Regions from separate parts of the Sus scrofa genome. Here region 2 is linked to region 1. A link is a contact called in public Hi-C data. All regions are on one chromosome and are shown on one strand. The core of a region is the stretch at or near the end of the contact, and the rest is flanking DNA. Distances in the headings are between cores, read along the strand shown. Region 1 has its middle 17 kb from the start of NTSR2. Region 2 has its middle 17 kb from the start of ROCK2.

Region 1 (4,132 bases), core at 1,210-3,709:
CCAGGAATTGGGTTTTGAGGAACAAGTAGGAGCTCGCTGGACAAAGAGGTGGGGAAGGAGCTTTGTGAACAGGGGCTAAGGTGTAGGAGTGGGGTGGCCGTGGGGGAAACGTGACAGCCGGGAGGGACTAGAATTGTGTTTTCATCCCGGAATCACCGGTGGACCGTCTAAGAAAATAGAGACCCGTGGGGTCCAACCCCACAGATTCTGATTCTGAATTATTTGGAAGCTCCATGAGTGAGTTTGAGGTCCAGGACTGAGAGCCACCACAGGGCTCTCAGGAAGCCAGCTGGGAGCGTAAGTCTAGGTCAGGGGACCAGCCAGCAAGACCCCTTCCCGCCCGACACTGGAGAACCCCAGGTATCGCGAAGGGGTCTTTTACCCAAAAAATTCCCGGGGGCAGGACCCATGGGGAACAGTCTCTCTCCTGCGCCCCCCACCTCCCCCACATCACCCTGGGAAGAGGCACGAAGTACCAGGACCCAGGACCAGCGGCAACATGACCCTCATTCAGGTGAGATGGTCCCTGCTGGAGAATCGAATCTCTAACCCTGGAGCTCCCCCTGTGGCGCAACTGGATCAGCGGCGTTTGTGGAGTGCTGGGGCCGCGGGTTCGATCCCTGGCACAGTGGGTTAAGGATCCGGCGTTGTCATAGCTGCGGCTTAGGTGACAACCGTGGCTTGAATCTGATCTCTGGCCTGGGAATGCCACATGCCGTGGGCGGCCGAAACAAACAAACAAACAAACAAACCTCTAACCCTGAGCCTCAGGGCTAAGCAGAGACGTGCATCTGGGAGACAAGCTCCCTCCTAAGTTAGTGCTCATTCCTGCAAATGCTTCCAGAGGAAAATAGGAAGGCAGCATTTCCCGTGGAGAAAGCAGATCTTTGGAAGCAGGAAACCCTCACTGGAATAATGGTTTCACTGCTCCGTGGGAGCCCTCCCGCCACTGAAGTCATCCCTCTAAGCTCCTCTGTGTAGAAACTCAGGGTAATAATCCACCCGGAAGGCTGATAACAAAAAGAAAAGCATCGCATTGGGCGCCTGGCTTATAGGAAGCCCCCAGTGAACAGCAACAACAATAACACATCCGACAGCGCTCATTTTGAAAGCACTTTCGCTTATCCATAAATTACAGATAACGCATATGTTTGCCAAAATACTCTGCTACCAGGTGGCTGCCCAAAGGTCAGCCTGCAAGACTTCCTGTTCCTTCTCTTTCCATCTGGTGACCCCTCACCCGCTGGGCATCTCTCATTGGACCAAACCCAGAAACCTGATCCCATCTTGCTTCACCTTTGACTGTGAAGTGTCCATTAAATGGCTATTAATAAACTCCGTTTCTGCCCAGGTCAAGGCAGGGGCGGACGCCAACAAGCCAAGTCCCATTTCCTTTATTCCGAACGACTGTGAAGTTCAAATCACCTTCGGTAAAAATAATTCACTCAGCCTTTCAACAAAACTCTCTCCTTGTGGGCTGGGATGTTTTATATATTGATTGATTCATCTTTCATGTGGCCCCACTTCTGGTATGATGGAACAAAACAACACCGTCCCTGCCCGGGTGTGCCCTGTCCGGGGTCCCACTGTGACAGCGCCTCGAGGGCGTTTTTGGACAGGAGACACCAGGGACCAAAAGACAGTAGTGAGACGCTCCCTGCAAAGGGCTGCACTTCCACAGAGTAAGGGAGGCACAGGCAGGGCCTGAGGGATGTAAGAGCCTGGAAATAGGGTCCTCCCGGCCAAGGCCACACTCAAGGGCTGAAATCCAGAGATGGTGACTCCAGTTTGCTCCAAAAAGCATTCCAGCCTGTGATGCCAATGCGATCATCTTGGACGGCCCGCAGGAGGGGGAGGGGTGTCAGCCTATGCCCTGGGGTGACGGTGGAGAGAGGGCGGGTGGGGGCTGGCAGGGAGGTGTCAACCTATGCCCTGGGGTGACGGTGGAGAGAGGGCAGGTGGGGGCTGGCAGGGAGGTGGTTCGTGTGGGAGCTTGAGAAGGAAGGGCACCAAACTTGTCATCTCTGCATTTCCCAAGTGGCCTCAGTTTGACTTTATTTACAGGGAGGGGTCTGCAGATGTGTTCACTGACAGCAAGGGGTCCGCAGCGGGGACTGCAGGTGCTACAAACCGCGGTCAGCCCAACGCCCTGGACCAGGGTGGGCACACGGGGCCCCGCTGGGCAGAGTGAACAAAAGCACCCCTCTGGAGGAACAGAATCCAAAACGGTGCCCCTTCCTCCCGATCGTCCCAGCCACCCTCAGTCCCAGGGCCCAGCAGGATGGGTGAGCGGAGCCCAGGTTAGATTTCTGCCCCCTCTCCAGGCCCCCCCCCCCCCCCGTTGCCCCTGAGCCAGCAGCTCTCTGTGCAGAGACCACAAACCGCAGGTCCCTGCAGGGCAGCCCCGCCAGGCACCATTCGCCAAAGGCTCCCGATAAGCTCGAGCAACAGTGAGCTTAGCTGCTCAGAGGCGGCACTCCTGAGCCTGCAGAGTCTCTTCTGGCTGCTGACCGCCCTGTGGGGGAGGGGTCGGGGCTCCAAAGTGACAGCAGGTCTGCTCAGAGCCACACCACGAGCCTGGAACCCGGACGTCCAGACTCTTCCCATTCTCTACGTTCCTCTCCTCCTGACAGAGGGTCTTGCTCCCTTCATCCTGGTCACATAAACCCTGCAGAAGTTCAGAGGCGCCCCTCCTGCCTCCGCCACCCTGCTGTCCCTGCTGGAGGAGACGTCACTCTGCAGCCCCCGCCCCCACCCGGACTACAGCTCCACAGACCAGGACTGTCTCGGTCCCCGTGCATCCTGCTTTTCTGGCAGCCCTGTCTACATTAAAAAAAAAAAAAAAAAAAAAAAAAAAAAAAAAAAAGACATTAGGTATTTTTATTCCAAGCTTTTGGTTGTTATTTGCTTATATCCTTTAACAAATCCAAAAAGGATCTCAGGCAGCTCAGAAAGGAGAAACAAACAAACAAACAAAAACCAAAAAACAAAACCTCAAGCAATTGAACTGTTTTAAGGACAGATCAAAAGGCAGGAGATGGAGCAGGATTTAGTATGACGGGAGCACGTGGAGAGACGCGTTCTGGAAATTTGGACATTGGGCATTCGACATAGCTCCGCCCCCAGGCCACAGGGCAAAGCGGGCAGTGCCAGGAGTGGGCCGAGGAGCCTCAGTACGTACATGCAGATCAGGCCAGGCGAGAGCTCACCAACAAATGACGAAGACCTGGGTGCCACTTTGTCATTTCATTCATTCACCTGTTCCCTCAACAAACGCCAAGCGCTTGCTGGGTACCAGAGACCCGTCCTGCAACAACTACAACTAAAGGCCATGTGTGCCAAGTTCCCAAAAGAAGCTGCGGGGGAAGGAGGGGGGAGGGAGAGAAGTGTTATCTCCTCTGATGTCGCCATCGCCCCGAAGCAGGAAGTGCCTTCTCTCAGGACAACCAGTGCTCTTTCCCAGGAAACGGTCACATCAGCTCCCACTTGCTCACATGTCCCTGTCGGTTGTCCCGCTGTGCCTCTGTGAACCTCTGGCACCATCACCCGTCACCCCCAACACTCCTCGTCCCCCCAGGCTCTGCATCACAAAATTTCTTCCTTGAAAAAAGACAAGGTGGCCACGTGCTGCGGTCTGGCCCGAGCCCCCCAGACTCGCCCCCTTATGTCAGGTTTCCATTCGGAGAGCCATGGGCACCCCCTTCCTGGCCCCCGACCCCAGCAGAGGAGAGGAGATGGGTGCGCCGCCCTGCACCTGCTCCGCCTCCCCTCCCACCTCCGCGCTCTCAGCCTCTGAGACCCGCCCGTTCTTCATCTTCACCACTCGGGCTAATAAGCCGCCTTTGCTGGCCTCCCGCGAGGGACGTCAGCCGAGGTCTGTAAAGTCTTATTTAATTTTTCTCTTTGCAGCTTTATGAAAAATGTAGAAGGAGCTGTGGGGAAAGGATCAATTCACTGGAAATTCAACATGAACCATAAAGTTTGTGAACCACAGACTGGTGCCAAGCTGGCTCTTGCGGACCCAGGGGTGGCCCTGGATCTGAGCTGGTCTCTGGAGCTGGAACCCCCCCCCCCCCGCATTTTTCAGGGCCAAGAGTGAGCCTGACCTAAGGCACGGGTCAGGAAGTGGGTG
Region 2 (4,132 bases), core at 1,107-3,606, 270 kb after region 1:
GTGGTGGGGGGTGGGCTGACCCTGCGACGGTCATCACAGGGCAGTGATGAGTACGTCAAATGAACATGCTGGACCTGAAACTTACACAGGGTTATATGTCAATTTTATCTCGACTTTTTACAAAAGGAAATATTTGGAGAAGAGAATCTCAAAAACAGAATCTTTCTTCTAAAAATCTGGGTGCGGGGGCTCCTGGCCATCAGGATTGGAATATTCAGGAAGGGTGATATACCAAGCGGGTGAAGTGGGACCTTTCAATCGCGTAGATATAGATACACAGATCCAAATACAAAGCTTGGAGTTCCTGTTGTGGCTCAGTGGGTTAAGAACCCAACTAGTATCCATGGGGATGCGGGTTCCATCTCTGGCCTTGTTCAGTGGGTTAGGATCTGGCGTTGCTGTGAGCTGCAGTGTAGGTCACAGACGTGGCTCAGATTCCACATTGCTGTGGCTGTGGCGTTAGGCAGGCAGCTGCAGCTACAGTTCGACCCCTAGGCTGGGAACTTCCATATGCCACAAGTCCAGCTCTAAAAAGCCAAAAAAAAAAAAAATTACAAATATCATCATGTCATTCACTCCCCTGCTTAAAATCCACCAGTGGTTTCTTGAGATGAAGCCCAAACAGCTTGGACCCTCGGCCACATCCCTACCTCGGACTCTTCCGCAGGCTCACTGATGTCTCCTGCTCCTTCCTCGGGTCTCCAGGCCTTCATACGCCCTTCTGCTTCTGCTTCTGCTTGGGACACTTCCCCCTCCAGCCACCTAGGTAGGTTCCGTTCACCCTTAGATGTTCGGCTTAAAATGTCACCTCCTCCGGGAAGTCCTCCCGCGGCTACCTGTCTTCCCAGGTTAGATCCAGCCCTCCTGCTTGGAGCGCCTGTAATCAGAGCATATATCACAGGTTATGGAGCATGTTCCACTCAGGGATTCGGTCTATTTGTTATTGCATCTGCCGCAGTGTTTCATATGCTGCCGTTAGCACTACACATTCGTTGATCGAATGATAACGTCAATAATTTTACACAAAGGGATCATGTTTCGTAATCTCCCTGTTTGCATTCAACAAAGCTAGACGGCTGTCCTGAGCATGGCATTCATGTGCTTTACAATATAACTCTCAGCTCTAGCCTATCCGCTTCCTATTATTTCCCTGAAAAACTTTACCGGGCTTTGCACGAAGTAGATACAGCACAAGTGCTAATTAAACTGCCCAAGCGAAATGTTCCTGAAGCTTTTCACATTCTTTGCCTACTTTAATGACATGTTTGTCGCCAGCCCCTGCCTGGCTACCTCCCACCTGTTCCCTGAGGTCCCAACAAAAGGCATCTCTGTATGAAGCTGCCTCGGGGTCTCCCAGAGTGAGTCGGGCCTCCCGGCACCTTCTGTGCGCACCTGCATTGTGCTCCTGTCTTCTCATGGCTCCCCGTGAGGACAGCAGCGATGTGCTTATGAACCAGGTTCTCCGGCTCCACTTGGATCATTGATGGTTGGTTTTTTTTTTTTTTTTTTTTTTTTTGTCTTTTTGCCTTTTCTAGGGCCGCTCCCGCAGCATATGGAGGGTCCCAGGCTAGGGGTCTAATCGGAGCTGTAGCCACCAGCCTACCCCACAGCCACAGCAACGCAGGATCCAAGCCGCGTCTGCGACCTACACCACAGCTCACAGCAATGCCGGGATCCTTAACCCACGGAGCGAGGCCAGGGATCCAACCCGCAACCTCACGGTTCCTAGTTGGATTCATTAACCACTGAGCCACGACGGGAACTCCTGATGGTGCTTTTTTATCTCCAGCATCTAATAGGGCCTCGGCCATATAATTAAGGTTCAGCAAGTATTTGTCGGAGAAATGAATGAAGGCGTGAATGAATGAAGAAAGGTGACGGTTTTGCATTTAGAAAACTACCAGGTCAGGCTGCAGGATGGGTTGGAAGCCAGCCCAATGTACTGCTACAGGCCTGCAGATTCTGTCAGTTGCAATCAGAGTCAGAGAGATGATCCCAGCTTGCTGGCACGGGGTGGAATCCCTTTTTGTACATGATGAAACCGAGGCCCTCACGAGGGCCTCAACTGAAGGTCACACAACAAATTACATAAGAGTGAAGCTGGCCAAGATCTCGAGATTGATACCCATGCATTTCAAGCATCATTAGTCATCAGGATCCGATGTCCCCTCTAATGCTGGGGACACGTCACGCACTTTTTACTTCTTAACAAAATAACGATGATTTCTTGAAATTGTAGAGCACTTTATAGCTTACAAAGTCCTGCCCCAAAAAAACCTCCGAGGGAGGTATTTGTGGTTAAGGAACTTGCCAAGATCGTTCAGCTCTTAAACGACGGATCCAGGGCTCCTACTCAAGTTTTCTGGCTCCATGTCCAGGGCACTTTCTAGGATCCCGTCTCTGCCTCCAGCATCACAATACATGGTGGTTAGAGGTTGATTCGAGACTCACTCATGGGAAACACTAGCATTTCTAATCAATATCATCACTTCCTACTTCTAAGAATTCTCGGAAGGAGACAGAGACTAGACTTGTCAAACCTTCATGGAAGAGAGCTGGTAAAATCTAAGGTAGACAAAAAAACCCCCAAAGCTCTAAGGTAGACTGCAGGAGGAGCCAGAAGGTTGCCTGTGGCGTGTGTGAGTGTGTGCATGAGCGTGTGTGCATTCATGAATGTTTGCGTGCCTCTCAAGTGTGTCAGTGACTCTGTATGTGGAACACTTGGTGTTTTAGGGCACCCCAGCATGTGAATGTGAGCGAGATAAGCGAATCCCCAATGCATAATGTCTCCATACGGCGTGACCTTAACAGATATTTGCCAATGACTTCATGCGCCTATGCTTTGAAATTCTCATGTAGCTTTTTTGCCTTTAGCCAGTGTTTCCATAGAATGACTTTTTAAAATTTAAATGTGTTTGGAGTTCCCATTGTGGTTCAGCGGGTTAAGAACCCAACTAGTATCCATGAGGATGCGGGTTCATTCCCTGGCCTCGCTCAGTGGATGAAGGATCCAGCGGTGCTGTGAGTTGCTGTGTAGGTGCAGGGTGCAGTTGCCGCTCGGATCTGGTGTTGCTGTGGCTGTGGCGTAGGCCAGCAGCTGCAGTTCTGATTTGACCCCTAGCCTGGGAATTTCCATCTGCTGCAGGTGTGGCCCTGAAAAGAAAAAATAAGTAAATGAAATTTAATTAAATTTAAATGTGTTTTTCCAAATAACTAAATCTATTTGTTTATGCTTTTGTTCAATAAAGAATGAATGCTTACCTGGTGGCCTAGAGGGTTAAGGATCTGGTGTTGTCACTGCTGTGGCTCGGGTTCCATCCTAGAAATTTCTGCATGCTTCGGGTGTGTCCAACAAAAACAAAACAAAACAAACAAACAAACAAAAAAAGATGGACGTCTATCAAGTGTCAGACTCATGGTTCTCCCACTACATGGCAGTGAACAAAACAGACAAACCCTAATTCTTCTTACCCTCGTGGAGTCTGCATTCCTTTGAGGTAAGAGAGAAGGCTCATGAGCAAACATTAAGCTATACACAATATTAAGTGACAACTGGTATGAAGAAACTACAGTCAGAAAAGGAGCTAAGGCATGCCAGGAGCGAGTGAGGCTGCACTTTCCATCAAGGTTCAGTAGCCCGGGTTCAGTCCTTGGTCTGAGAATTGAGATCCCACATTAAATGGCTGCACAAAATAAAATAAAGTACGTTTTGGTCTTGGCCAAAATAAAATACAATAATATATAAAATATATATTTTTTCTTTTTAGAGCTGCACCTGCAACATATGGAACTTCCCAGGCTAGGGGTGAAAATGGAGCTGCAGCTGCCAGCCAACACCACAGCCACAGCAACACCAGATCCGAGCCGCATCTTCGACCTACACCACAGCTCATGGCAACACCGGATCCTGAACCCTCTGAGCATGGTCAGGGATCAAACCCACATCCTCATGGATACTAGACGGGTTTATTCCTGCCACTCCATAACAGGAACTCCAAAATAAAATAAAAATAAATAAAATAAAATAATAATTTTGAAATTAATCATTTTAAAATTAACATAAATAAATAATCAAGGCTTAGGAAAGTGACATTTGAACAAAGCCCTGAGAACAAGAGGAGTAAACCGTGAA

The links. A called contact is a pair of places that touch in the nucleus more often than the background predicts.
Region 2: a Hi-C map of skeletal muscle shows a contact between it and region 1, with 5 times the contacts expected there. A contact is called at or near these places in 1 of 47 Hi-C or Micro-C datasets (skeletal muscle) and 1 of 2 datasets of targeted methods (skeletal muscle).

Annotation. Positions count from the first base shown.
Region 1 is chr3:125,062,717-125,066,848 of Sscrofa11.1, forward strand. It overlaps a transcript of LPIN1 not described here. Among named protein-coding and RNA genes, the nearest start is that of NTSR2, 17 kb to the right of the region's middle.
Region 2 is chr3:125,334,270-125,338,401 of Sscrofa11.1, forward strand. No RefSeq gene overlaps it. Among named protein-coding and RNA genes, the nearest start is that of ROCK2, 17 kb to the right of the region's middle.